2 separate regions of the Mus musculus genome follow, and region 1 is linked to region 2. The links are chromatin contacts, called in public HiChIP or PLAC-seq maps. All regions are on one chromosome and are shown on one strand. Each heading gives the region's core, a stretch centred on a gene start, on an enhancer-like site or on the middle of the called end of the contact. The rest is flanking DNA. Distances are from core to core; before and after follow the strand shown.

Region 1 (6,727 bases), core at 1,702-4,201, 280 kb before region 2:
TTTGGATGTGGCAGTTTTAAAATGTCAGATAAGCAGGTGGAGATGCTGAGTGGCAGTTTGCTCTATGAATCTGGAAGAAAGAGGTGAAGGAACAAATTTGGGGTTCCTGGGTAATGGAATTGAAAGCTGTGGCTTGGCTTGTGTCACCTGGAGGGTGAGGGCTGTCAGAAGGGACCCAGCTCTGGAGCCTCCATGTTTATAGCTTGAAGGAAAAAGAACAGGTGAGGGAGGCAGAGAAGGAGGAAGAAGCACACATCCTCCTGCCCCTAGGCAGAGTGGAGAGAATGTCTGAATAAAGATGGAATGTTCACATGATAAAGACCAATCAGCTGGCAACAGAAGCGGCATCGGTGGCCTTCATGGGAGATGCTTTGGTAGAATTTGGGGGACCAACTCTAATAGTAATAGAACGAAAGAAAGTGAGGTAAGGAGTCAGAGACAAGTAGGTGACAGCATTTATATTTGGTAGTTTCACTATAAAAGGAAGCAAACAAACAAGACACACAGAGACACACACACACACACACACACACACACACACACAGAGAGAGAGAGAGAGAGAGAGAGAGAGAGAGAGAGAGAGAGAGAGAGAGAGAGAGAGAGAGAGAAATGCAGTAGTAAGTGGAGAGGGCCCAGGTCAAGGATATTACTGCAGAATTTATATAATGATTAGAACAATCCATCAAACACTGGCAGGCTAGAATTGAAAAGAGCTTTAAAAAACAGCCTGGTGTCTCCATATATGAAGCAGCAATTCTACCTGAGATCTTAAGAAAACTCAAAATGTGATTTCACAGGAAGTTTGAACATAAAGCTTCATAGCAGAGTGGTTTATAGTAGACCTGAAGTAGAAACAACCAAGATGCCAATCAGCTGAGGAGTGGACATAGAAAGCGGGGCTTGTGTATAAAATGGAATGCTATCCATCTCTAGGAGGGGATGAGGTACCCGAGCTGTGATAATGGCACAGTCAATAATAGGCATGCTATGCAAGCCTGAGGACCCAAATGTGACCCCTAAAACCTACATAGAAGAGCCAGGCATGGTGGCATGTACTTGCAACGCCAACTCTGTGGACGGAAACATGAGAAGATCCTTGGGACCTGGTGCTCAGTCAGTTTAGGTTCTAGTCTAGGCTACCAGTGTTCAATGACTTAGTTAACCAGTTAGATACCCTGTATCAAAAACAAACAAATAAATGGTGGAGAGCAAGGAAGAGATTCAAGGCTAACCTGTGACTTCCACCCATGTACATACAGAAATATATCATCATTCCCTATGATCATGTATATAACACACACACACAAGAATAAAGTAATTCATGATAAATGCTACAATATGGAAGACCCTGGAAAACATTAAGCAAAGTGGAAGAAGCAAGACATAAGAGACTACTACATACTATGCAATTCCAAGCATATGAGAAGCCAGAGCAAGGAAACTCATAGAGACAGTATCTAGCAGTCATGTAGGGCTGGACTTGAGGGGAGAGATGAGGAACAACTGTTAATAGAAACGTGCTTTTGTTGAGGGGAAGGGAGAGGCTCTACATTAATAGTGGTACAGACTGCATGACTGGTGTGCTAAAAATCGTTGAACTGTGCACTTTAAAACGATCCAGATGGCATCAGGGAGAGGCCCAGTGTCCTTGGCGGGGGAAGAGCTGGTGTTAGCTTGATTCAAAGTTTCCACATCAACAAGAGAGAGCAGCCCCTGGCAGCATGCTGTCACGGAGAAGCTGTCGGGAGGGAGAGGTTCTAATGGTGGAGTCTTCTTCTGGTAGAGTTATCTTTCTCAGCAAGGTAGGAAACCAAGTGGTTATCTGGGGAATGAAAAAAGGAAGGAACACTGGAGAGCTAAGGAAGTGTGAGTGTGAAGTCATTGTCCATTTGGGAACAATGGACAGGCATGGCCCTAAAAGCCATCTGGTAAATAGGACTCAGAAGTGGACAGGACCTTGGTAGCTAGTGGACCACCCCTAGCTCTCAGCAATCTGACAGTACAGCCTGTTGCACACTACTATTGTGAAAGCACATAGCCTCTGACGCTGGTGAGGCACTTAAGCAGTTGTGTTACACTCCTTACACGAATCAACTTACTTAAGGCCCCTCAGGGTAAGTGTTTTTATTATTACTGCTTCCAAAGAGATGAATTAAGTGTGGGGTGAGGCTGTGAGGAGACAGAGCAGCGCAGTTTGCTAGGCACTCTGGGACTCTGTGGGATCCCAGGAAGCACACTGAGGAAGTATGGCAACTAAGAGCAGGGTGGTGTGCTCCCAGAGTAGGAAGAGCTCCATGAGGTGTGGGAGAAATATACGCACACATGTGTCTGTATGTGTTGTAACTTGAGATATGTATTTCAGTGTGCTGTAATCTGTATAATTGTTGCTGGGAGAATTCTCCAGAAGCCAATATCATGGTTACATATGTCTGAGGAAGGAAACTGGACTTCTGGGATTGAGGGGTAAAGAAAAGGAGCCTAAAGGATCAAGAGTGTATATTAACTTCTGGAGAAAAGCAGAGGCATTCGTGAAAGTCCCAAGAACTCAAGAAAAGAGTCTGGTTGTGGGACTTCTTGACGCCTATTTGAGCAAAGACCTCTCCCATCAAGAAGATGGCCAGCCTTGTGACCTGCGGCCAGCTCATCACCCAGCTTCCACTGGGAAGGCCCCTCATTTCTTGAGATTTATTTTCATAGCTTCAAGATGGGGTGCACAGCGATTTCCCTGCCCAGGGCTGTCGGCAGAGCTCATAGGACTGCTCCCGACAAGTGGAGAACACATAGCAAGCACAAGCTATTATTGTCTCTGTCCCTTGTGAAGGTGACACTATTCTTAGGCGGTGGGAACTCTGCACTCCAGTGCCATCTGGTGTCTTGTGGCTCAGTCTGGCTCTGCCGTGGCAGGCGCTAGAGAAATGGCAGGTACTGAGAAGCAAGAGTGTGTGCTGCTGTCACGTGTGAGCTGCTGTCACTCACCACTCGGGCGGTGCTCGGCGGCTGCTTATGCATTCAGAAAGCATCTTCTATGCTGCAAAACATCTTGTTCCCTTGGCAGGAAGTGACTTAACAGCTGTGCCAAAGAAACAGCAGAAAGCCAATGCTATATCACACTGGGCACCTGGGAGGGAATGGGCTTCCCTCCAGAGTAGAAAATCCCTTCCCACCTCTCTTCTTATCCCAGTGTTTAGATAATTGGTATGACCTGTCTAGATAGTGACACTTCCTGAAGTCACATAGTGTCATCCCATGACAAGAGTCTCCTTTAAAATCACCTCTAGATTAGCTTTGGGTACCTGTTCATCTCCAACAGCAAAGTGTCCCATTTAAGCTATGGACTAGAAGCAAGGGTGTCACACAGGGCCATCTCCTCTCCAAGAGCAAGCTAAAGCATTACATGATTTTATGGGGCCTCAAACTCAATTCGGAGCTATCAGCCTCCTTCAAAATTATCTAGGGCTGGAGGGAATTGGGTGAGGATGGTGGGGGGGGGGGCGTTGGATTTACAAGAATGAGATTGGTCTCATATGGATAGTTTCTGAGACTGGGATTCTAATGACTAGAGTAGGGATTTGCTATGCTACCCTTCTCTATAGGTCATGTTTAAAAAGAATAATGACAGCTTTGATCTTAACAAAGAAACAATTGTTTCTAACAAAAATCATTACATGCCCTTCAGTCCTTCCCTGTCCCTTGCAGTGTCCCTCAAGCTTTTAGATCAGTCTTACTCATCAGTTTGGAACTGGGTTGTCTTCCCTGGAATAGCTGCTTTTATTTAAGAAATTTGACTCAAAACAGTGATTGGGCTAGACATAAAGCCACATTCCTGCTTCAGCTTCTGGGAATAATGAGAATCCTAAGAAAGTCTCATGCTTGAGTCTCAAACATGAAATCATGACACCAGAAAACGCCAGTGAAGTCCAGCATGCCTTCAAAGTATATGTAACTCAACTCATTTCTGGAGCCTTTTGGAGAATCACTGAAAATTTGTCACCCAAAGGGGTGAGGGGAGAGAGAGGGGTTTAGAAGTGACTGGCTATTTTCTTCTCCTTTTCTCTAACCTCTCCTTTTTTAGTAGTCCTACTACAGGCCCCTATTTACTAATGTCTTTTTTTAAGCTGCTTCTTTCCACTTTGAGTTCTATAGAAACTCATTTGGAGGGAAAATACCAGCACAGATGTGAGGCTATTTACAGTCTTTATTGATTCAATTGGTGTGGAGATTCCTATTGTGTTGCTGAGACCCTAAAGTGTTTGTTACAGGGTGAAGCCCTGGACCTTGCTGGGGATGTTAACACTACTGTGTCTCATAACACTGTATTATTATCTTAAAATAAAATTAGAAGTAAAAACCCCTAAGTCTAAACCCAGTTTGACACCAAAGTTAAAAAAAAAAACAAAAAAACCCTGGGCCTGGGTTTCTAATCAAACAAACAAACAAACAAACAAATTTCATTCTACATCAAAAGCCAGACCTCAGTGTTAGGGATGGAGGCCCTGAGTTTCTCCTCTCATTCTGTATATTTGTATAAACACAGGCATATACACATGTGTGAGCATACACATGCACACACACACACACACACACACACATACACACACACACACACACACACACACACACACACACACACACACACACACAGTGAGACCCTTTCTTGGGAGACAAACAACAGCAAACAGCATACCTTACCTTTGCACACAGGGTGGCACACAGCAGCACAGGATCTCTTTTCCCTGTTTCCGGGACCCTTTGTCTCCCAGGCTCCTCCGTGACCACTGGTGTAGCATCTACCCTTCAGCACCCTCGCTTGCTTCTTGCTTTTCAGGGAAAGCAGGGCTATCAAGTCAAGGACCCCTCACACGACAGACAAAACCTGCTTGCACCTTTCCTGTCTTTCTTCCTCTTCCATTTCTAACAAGTAGTTCAAAGGGCTCTTGTGGAGGACAGCTCCACTTTCCATTCCTACATCCCTGCCTCCCACTAGTTTTTTTTAGTCCGACCATCAAGCCATGCCTGATTTCATAGATTTTTTCCTCCCCTGATTAATATTCTCTCTACTGCCTTCCAAGGCTGCTTCTCTAAGAACTAGTTTGTATTTGTGGTTCTATTTCTTTCCCTATGCTGCCTCCCTTTCCTCCCCCTGGCTCCAGGGCCTCTGAAGAGCTAAACCCACCTGTTACCTCCCGGCTGCTGACTTCCTCTCTGGGATCTTCCACTGGGATGCAGACCTTCCCTTTACAATGTCCTGGCCCTGGGTCCCCACCCCCACCCCCACCCCACGCGTGCCTTGTGCCTCTTCTGCTCCCTTCAAGTTGACTTCCTCTTCTCTGCATGAAACCCTAGAGATAAATTTGGCCTCAGGATCTGTGGGGCCTCTTCTCAGTGTCTGCCACTATCCTACAGGGAGGGACACATGCTAGTCACAACCGCTTTCTCCAGCTGTGCTCTCGGCAGTAAAGCTGCAGTATCTGCCCAGCTCCCTACTGGACATCTTCCAGCACATTAAAACTCAGTGTCTCTGTAACTGCTGTCAAAACCTGTTCTGCCCAACCCTGTGGATCTCTTCTTCCCTGAGACCCATCTCCAAACCAGCCACAGGCATGGCTGAGCATACCCATCTCCAGTCCATCTTTAAGGTCCCCATTTCTCCCTCAGCACCATCTAGCGACAGACAAAGCCACTATCACATCCCACTTGGACTTCCAGAAGGTGTTTCCTAGAGCTTCCTAGCTACATACACCAGTTACTTTTGTGAATGCACATCTAATAGTGGCCTTCCTTCTTCATCCCTTTAGTGTCTCCCAGATCAAGTGCTTTCATAGAATAAATACAAAGATCTTTAAAGGCCTTTGACTCTGGATTTTCTCAGAACCACTTGTTCTACCCTACCTGCACTATCCCACCTGTACTGCCTCACTTACACTATCCCACCTGCACTATCCCACCTGCACTATCCCACCTGCACTGTCTCACCTGCACTATCCCACCTGCACTATCCCACCTGCACTGTCTCACCTGCACTATCGCACCTGCACTGCCTCATCTGCACTATCCCACCTGCACTGCCTCACCTGCACTGTCTCACCTGCACTATCCCACCTGCACTGTCTCACACTGCACTATCCCACCTGCACTGCCTCACCTGCACTATCTCACCTGCACTATCCCACCTGCACTATCCCACCTGCACTGTCTCACCTGCACTATCCCACCTGCACTATCCCACCTGCACTGTCTCACCTGCACTATCCCACCTGCACTGCCTCATCTGCACTATCCCACCTGAACTGCCTCACCTGCACTGTCTCGCCTGCACTATCCCACCTGCACTGTCTCACCTGCACTGCCTCATCTGCACTATCCCACCTGTACTGCCTCATCTGCACTGCCTTACCTGCACTATCCCACCTGCACTGCCTCACCTGCACTGTCTCACCTGCACTATCCCACCTGCACTGTCTCACCTGCACTGCCTCATCTGCACTATCCCACCTGCACTGCCTCACCTGCACTGTCTCACCTGCACTATCCCACCTGCACTGCCTCACTTGCACTGTCTCACCTGCACTATCCCACCTGCACTATCCCACCTGCACTGTCTCACCTGCACTATCCCACCTGCACTGCCTCATCTGCACTATCCCACCTGCACTGCCTCACTTGCACTGTCTCACCTGCACTATCCCACCTGCACTGTCTCACCTGCACTGCCTCACCTGCACTGTCT
Region 2 (7,534 bases), core at 2,457-4,956:
CAAGGCCACACCTCCTCATAGTGCCACACCTCATGGACTAGGCATTCAAACACATGAGTCTATGGGATCCAAACATTCTAACCACCACAATGGGAAAACTCATTTCCCTCTTCTCTTTGGTAGAGTTTCACTTCTCTTTTGAGGACTGTGGTGGCCTTGGAAGTCTCCTCTGGTATGGGAGATGCAGTCTCCAATAGCCATGGTTGAAGCTTTACCCCTGGGTTCCAAGTTCAGGCCATGACACTTGAGAACCTTCTTCTTTCCTAGGACTCTGCTTAGCATCTGGACTAGAGTAACTGTGCCATTAGAGCTTTCTTCCTAAGGCGCATGAGAGGGAACAGGAGTCTGCAGATAAGCCTGTGTGCTTCTCTGGCAGTGTTCTGTAGGGTCAGTCATACCTCCTGCAGCTTTGAACTGGTGCTAGGACAATATGAAAGTAATGTCTTCCCCTGTGACCTCCAACCACAGCCACAGTCTCCATCCCAGATCTCAGGGACACAGATCTCAGCGCATGTTCTCCACGTGTGAGGACAATAAGTAAATAATAGAGAAAAGTGTTTTCCTGAGTCCACAGGATGCCCAGAAGTCCTCCGCACAGCCAACAGAGACAAATGAGATTAGAAATCTGGACTCTAAAGAAATTGTCTTTCGCCAGAGTCAGAGGAACTGGACATAAGACTCCACATGGACATGCCCATCACTGGATGCCAGCCTGGCTGTAGATCTGAACCAGCCTTGTAGGATTTATTTGGATTCAAGAGGGACAAGAAGAGCTTCTGTAGCTTGCAAGTCAATCCCTGTGGAGTCTAGTGGGTGTTTGCACATATGTCTCCTGGACAATTTTTTCTGTCAAGTCCTGCATCCTAGAAGAGATGTTTGCTTGGAGTGACATCCTACAAGAGCTGGCAGCAAATAGAAGAGGTGGCTCAACAAGGCACCGATTCTGAAGTTGGGCTGCAAAGAGCCTGAGATTCTCTTCGGTCATTTCTTGCTCACTCTGGGAATGCAAGAACTGTGTTGTGAGCAGTGGTGTGGTGAAGTCTCTGTGGCAGAGGTCTGACTCTGACCTCTAGTAACAGCTAAAGAGGAACTGGCCCTGCTAGTCTGTGAGCTTGGAAGTCCTCCAAACCCAGCAAATGTTGAGGTGTCAGAAGCACAGGACAGCCACCAGGGGATCCAGGTAATGTTTGGGAGATATCAAGTTGCTTTAAGTTGGTGGACATTGTAGGATGAAGCTGTGACTTTTAAAGAAACACATTCTTAGTTTTGCACCAATTCTTTCCTTCTTCCTCAGTTCTTGCATTTTATAAAGATATGTTGACTATCTACTACACACTTGGCTAATATAGAATGCACTATACTATACTATAATTATTGAGGTGATGATATTTAAAGGACGCAGGCAAGTGACCCTGAACTCAAACTGCAGTAGGTTTTGTCCTAGGCACCCTCCACCTCACAGTCTGATCTCCTTAAATCTGCCACGGGACAGTCACATCTTCATTGACCTCCATTCTGCTTTGGAAGTGTCTGTTCCAGTTTGCTAAAGACTATCATGCAGTATACTGTTTGATTCTCACTGTAGTCTCAGGAGCTTGTGTTTATTGTAACTGTTAGCAAACGGGGAAGCCGAGGCCCAGGGAGATTCCTCTTTAAGAAGCCATTTTACTTTCCTTCGCTCCTTCTTTAGCTCCACATCTCCACCCAACTCTGAGAAAAAGGTTGCTCACTTTGCTCTTTCTAGTTCTTTAAACCTAGAAGAAATGGATCCTCTGTTCTCTTTTCACGTGCTTTTGAGTGGCCTAAGAAGAAACTTCTTCCTAGTTTGTTTCCCTATTGCCCCTCGTCCTTGTCTCTCTCCTCTTCTCTCTCTCTGTCTGTCTCTGTCTCTCTCTGGAAACAATGCAAGGTCAAGTCTGTTGGCTTCTGTTCTCGGGACATCCAGGACCATCCTTCTGCCTTTCTTGCTGCATCTGGAACTTCCCTGACCGCATTTATGCTCAACATTGAGCTCCCTCCCAGGCTCAGAGTCTTTTCGAGTTGGTTGTGGCCGTGTGTCATTCAGTGAGAAGAACGTGAACTTGTTCAGTTACACTCCCCACATCTAGGGTTGATTCACAAAAGGTCAGTGTTGCCACTTGATGGGTAGGGAGTGCGGGTGGGGTGGGGGAGGCTGGCTTCCTGTGACCTCACAGGGAGAGATCAGGAAATTAGAAAGGTAAACTATAAGGAAAGGCCTCTTACTTACAGGGAGGGTGAGAGTTCCTGGATCTTCTGTACCTCATAGGGGCAGAGCTGCTCCTCCTTGGCTGTCTCTGTAACCCCGGAGACAGACTGAGCATCTGGTCATAGCAGGAACCCGAGGGTTACTTGAGGAAAACAGCAGTTTCGTGTCTATACCCTAACCAAGCTGATCGTTGGCACCCTGTGTCAAATCAGTTATTTTTGGCTTAGATTTTGAGAAAAAAAATGGAGAATTCAGGGTCTGCACACAAAATTCAGGGCCAATAAGCTACTTAAATCAAGCTTTCTGGGTTTGCCTAGAGATGTAGTTTAGTGTGTTGAATGCTTGCCTAAAATGTAGGAGGTTCTGGGTTGGATCTCCAGCCCTGCATAACACTGGCAGTTATGGTGGATGCCTGTGATCTCAGCATTATGGAGATGGGGGCAGGGAGATCAGAAGTTCAAGGTCCTCCTTGGTTATATAGTCTGGGCTATCTGTATAAGACCCAGAGACTGGGTCTTAAGGAAAGCAACAACAACAACAACAACAACAACAACAACATGGCTGCAAAGTTACCTCAGTTAGTAATGGATTTTCATAAGCATGAAGATTGATTCCACAGAAATCAAATTGAGGATAAAAAATAGGAATAAAAACAAAAAGTCAGGCATGCTAGTTCAGACTGGACAGGGAGAAGCAGGTAGGTCCTAGGGCCTCATTGGCTGGCCAGGTTAGCCTACTTGGCAAGGAGTTTCAGGTCACAGAGAGGCTGTCTGAAAATAAAAACGTTAGCACCTGAGAAATGACATTTGAGGTTGTTTTATGACCTACACACACACACACACACACACACACACACACACACACACACACACACACACACACACTCACATACATGTCATTTGCACATACATTTGCACAGACAGACACATGAACACATATCATCACTACCACCACCACCACTACCACCCAAGAAACATTTTTTCAGGTGGACCATAATTAATGTCAATTCGGTGTCAATTTGGGAAGCATGGGGATTCTTGGTGGGCTCTGACTTGGTCCTTTTATGTCTCAGTCCTTCCTTTTTTGATCACTTATTATGTACCCGACACAGTCCTGGGGTCATTACACTCAAAGAATGCAGCTGTGACCCCTGCAGAGTTTATAAGTGACAGGTGGGCTTTTATCCTAGGCTCTACCCACCATCCGCAGACTATTTATCTGTCATTTAAGTGTCAAGTCACTGTTTGCACACTCCTGGTTTGCATGGGAACCTGTATAGCTTGCTGAGTTTCACAGAGCACCCTGTTTAAATCTCACGATAATCTTACTAGTGTGGTGTTTTTGTTACTTCTGTATTGTTATATTTATATTTTGCGCATGCGGGAGCCCTGCAGACTGCAGAGGGCTCAGCCATCACCCCTCTGGTTCTGAGACATACAAGATCACCCAGAATTCCTTCCTAAGGAGAGAGTCACGCCTTCTCTCCCCAAGCCTCTGACTGACACTTCAGCAATGGGAGTAAAATAGCATTCATTATCTCGTGACATTTCCAAGGAAGCCCTTTACCTCCGCCTCCCCTGAGATTCCATAACAAAAGTTTGTCTGATCTTCCTCTCCCTCTTTGCCAACCCCCAGCTCCTTTTCATCTCCCTGTTTGAGGGCAAATGTTCTCCTGACAGCAGTCCCCAGGGAGACTGGGCTGTCTTTCTTTCTTTCCCTTCAAAGAGCCTTTGAGCACTCCACTCAGCCTGGTGGATGGGGCATGTTTCATCTTTCAGTAGGCTCCAATCAACTGCTGAGCAGGGAAGGGCACCTTGTGAGTTTCCTTCATAGGGAGGGAGAGGGTGAGACCCTGGCATCTGGCCTAGGTGGACTCCCTGTTCCCGTGGGAGGGCTGCTTTGTTCTTCTGAGCCCACTGAGATGGGCAGAGGCTGCTCCAGCCGGTGAGCAATGCAGATAGCCATGGTTGAAGGAGAGAGACCACCAGATTGTTAGTCCTGAGCCTCTTGAAGGGAAGTCCTTGAAGAAAAGCCCTCGAAGGATGTGGCTGGGTCCTCAGAGAGGCCTTCAGCTGCCTTTTGGGTTTCCCTCTTCTTGCTCTTCTGAGTCTTGACTGAGTCCTGTGGGATCCTTCTCTTATAGAAAGTTCCTTCCCACTATTTACAGAGCTGTAGACTCCATGACAGTAAGTCGCTCTATACACAAAGGGCACATAACACAACTTGAGCTTCTTTGTGGACACATCTCCTGCCTCAGTTGAACAAAACTACTTCAGCATCAGCAGGCAGCTGGCAACTCTCGGGGAGAGTTTTACTTACTTACTGTTATAGTGTCTCCAACCCAGACACCAACCCTCTGCAGTCAGGTTAGGGACCCCAGAGGGAGCAGGGAGAGGGCAGCCTCCTCTCTCTGTGCTTCTCTGGGTGGGCCTGTCTTAGGTTTCTGTTACTGTGATAGCCACCAAGACCAAAAGCAACTTAGGGAGGAAGGGTTTATTTGGCTTGTTACAGATTATAATCCACCATCAAGAGAAGCCAAGGCAGGAACTCAAGGCAGGGACTTGGAGGCAGGAACTGAAGCAGAAGTCATGGAGGAACGCTGCCTACTGACTTGCTCCCTGTAGCTTACTCAGCCTGCTTTCTTAAACTGTCCAGGAGGGCTGGGTCCTCTCATATTAATCATCAGTCAGGAACATGCCCTGCAGATTTGCCTACAGGCCAATTCGATGGAGGCATTTTCTGGACTAAGAGCTCTTCTCCCCAGCTACACCTAAGCTTGTGTCAAGATGACAAAAACCAGCCAGCACATAACCATCATCTCATTTCTCAGTGGAAACTAGAGATTTGAATATTTTCTATTACAAACATTTTGGACATACATAACAATAAAAATAGTAAAAATGAGCCACATAAATACACCACCTGCATTGATCATCTCCTGCATTTGATAATTTTCAAGAATTTGGTGCCCTTGTTTGATGTATTTGTCGGTACATGTGGCACATACACGTGAGTGTGCAGCGCTCGCAGTCACACACATGCAGAGGCCAGAGCAGAGCAGGATGCTGAGTGTCTCCTCTGTTGCTCTCCACCTTGTTATTTTGAGGCAGTGTAGGCCCAGAAAGTCATGAGATAAGAGAAGCCAGTTTGGAGCATGAGTGAGGTTGAGATGAAACCCTGAAAACGTTATCCCTAGACTGGCAGGAATAGGACTGTTTCCTTCTTGCTCTGGGCCTATATGTCCTGTTACACGTAGCCTATACAACACCTACCTCTACCACCCTTGAGGTAGTCCCAAAGTACAAGTTTAACTTCCTCTTTCCTATATAAGGACGTGTCCAGCAAGCACCTGGAATCTCTCCTCAAGCAATGAAGTGTTCCCAGCATCTCAGCCCAGCCAATGATGTATACTTACCCCAAATCTCTCCCCACTCCCAAGGGTTTAGAGAACCCTTATTCACCCCCAATAAACAGAGATGTTTCACTAAAACCTGGGAGGCTGTTTCTCCCCTCACATCACTGCAGGGATGTGTGGTGTCACACATCCAGGGGGCGAAGCTTCTTTACTTCCAGTCTAGCTTGGTGTACAATGACGCCTGGACACCGCAAGGGGAGAAGCACACCTGGGCAGGCAAGTCAGGGTCTCTCACTGAGGAAAATCCTCCCTGTTTTGGTTACGCTGTCTGGCCTGTGAGCTCTCAGGATCTACCATTGAGTTCAGTTTGTTTTCTTTAGGGTAATTAGAAAAGAGCTTAAAGGGATAATTAATTAACTCAACAAGTATTAAATATCTACCATATACTATAAACAGTCACTTTGAATATAACTGGATCAAAAAAAAACCCACCTTTTAAACATTAACATTTTAAACGAGGAATCAGCTCATAAAGGACATTATTTATACAAACACACATTCTCTCTCTCTCTCTCTCTCTCTCTCTCTCTCTCTCTCTCTCTCTGCTTTAAGTAAGGATAAAGCTGTGAACTGAGGGCTGCTAGTCTCCCTGTCTCCCTGTCCTACAGAGATTGTTCACTCTGGGCATGAGGAAGCCATCCAGCAGAACATAGGAGGAGAAATCAAGAGCTCTAAAGTGGAGTTTAAGACCCCAGATGCCACCACCCCATTCTTGGCCTTCCTCTTGGCAGTTCTCAGTTCTGGGAGCCGTACAATCTGAACAAAATGGATTCAGTCTGGGCTGAGTTTCTGTCACTTGTGACTGAAAGCATCCGCCTAACTTACTCCTGCACCAGCTTGTGCACTCCTATTTGAGACTTGAGGAAGGCAGAGTAGCCCAGCAGGGCCAGCTTCTGAGAACCTGTGAGGAGCACAGGTCTGTGCCCAGGTGGTTGTGATGCAGTCTTGTAAAATCCCCCTTCCCAGACCAAAAGATACAAAGGTGGACCAGGAGGGACTGGGACAGCAGAGGTGACTCTAACCAGCCTGTCCAATGTCCCAGAACCTCAGGGAACGAGCTATGCAGGACTATGGTACAACACCTTTAGTTTGGCTGGGAGGGGGAAGCATTGAGGTTTACAACACAGGTATTAGGTTTCTGACCCAGAAGGTGTGAGAGAGAATAATTGGCTATTGTCACATCTGCCAATTTGGTGTTCCCTTCACTGAGGTGGCTCTGTCACAGGAAAAATATTACTAAACTTCTTGAAGATTCGATTTCTCACCAGTTAAATGGAAATAATATCTGCTTTGTAGTAATTAATTTGAGATAAAAACCACCCATGCATAGCAGCTAAAACACAACAGTTGGTTATTAATTGTGATAGTATCCAAACTCTGGCTACACTCTGCATCCTACATCAGGTAGTTTGATTATCTTATGTGTATGTGTGTGCTTTTGTGCATATGTGTTCTTTTTACCTGTGGAGGCCAGAAGATAATGTCTGATGTCATTCCTCATATTGTCTCCTTTTTTTTCTTTCTTTTTTGAGTTAGGGTCTGTCACTGTCCTGGAACATGCCAAGTAGGCTAGGCTGGCTGACAGAGAGCCCAAGGGATCAGCTTGCCGCTGCCTTCTCAGCACTGATGTTACCAGTGTGTGCCACCACCCTGGACTTTTTAAAAACATGGGCTCTGGGTATTGGACTCATTTCTTTGTGCTTTTAAGACACTCTATTGTCTCACAGATTTCCCCAGCTCATTGATCAACTTTTATGCTGTCCCTAGACTCAGTTTACTTGTGCTGAGGGCTGTGATCTGACTGGGACTATAAAGGCAAGTTCTTTCTGTAACTGTCAATTATTTCCAAAGGAAAGCATTCATAAAGTAACCACTCATTAATTTATGTGAGC

What was found. HiChIP or PLAC-seq counts read pairs in DNA pulled down with a chosen protein or histone mark.
Region 1: an H3K4me3 HiChIP or PLAC-seq map of embryonic basal ganglia shows a contact between it and region 2, with 2.5 times the contacts expected there. The contact joins two enhancer-like sites. A contact is called at or near these places in 3 of 15 datasets of contacts at CTCF or cohesin (CD8 T cells, the NIH/3T3 cell line and embryonic stem cells), 5 of 484 Hi-C or Micro-C datasets (the C10 cell line, CD8 T cells, the CH12 cell line and 2 more), 2 of 115 datasets of contacts at active chromatin or transcription factors (embryonic basal ganglia and thymic regulatory T cells) and 2 of 9 other capture datasets (adipose tissue and embryonic stem cells).

The regions. Positions count from the first base shown.
Region 1 is chr3:107,479,670-107,486,396 of GRCm38.p6, reverse strand. The region is part of intron 6 of Slc6a17 (solute carrier family 6 (neurotransmitter transporter), member 17); the gene reads left to right. Among named protein-coding and RNA genes, the nearest start is that of Kcnc4, 24 kb to the right of the region's middle. Within about 2 kb of position 2,951, at least 36 of the 459 cell types and tissues checked have an H3K27ac peak or open chromatin away from gene starts, as enhancers often do. A contact at or near this core is called in embryonic basal ganglia, where this site is marked.
Region 2 is chr3:107,197,898-107,205,431 of GRCm38.p6, reverse strand. No RefSeq gene overlaps it. Among named protein-coding and RNA genes, the nearest start is that of Kcna10, 19 kb to the right of the region's middle. Within about 2 kb of position 3,706, at least 7 of the 459 cell types and tissues checked have an H3K27ac peak or open chromatin away from gene starts, as enhancers often do. A contact at or near this core is called in embryonic basal ganglia, where this site is marked.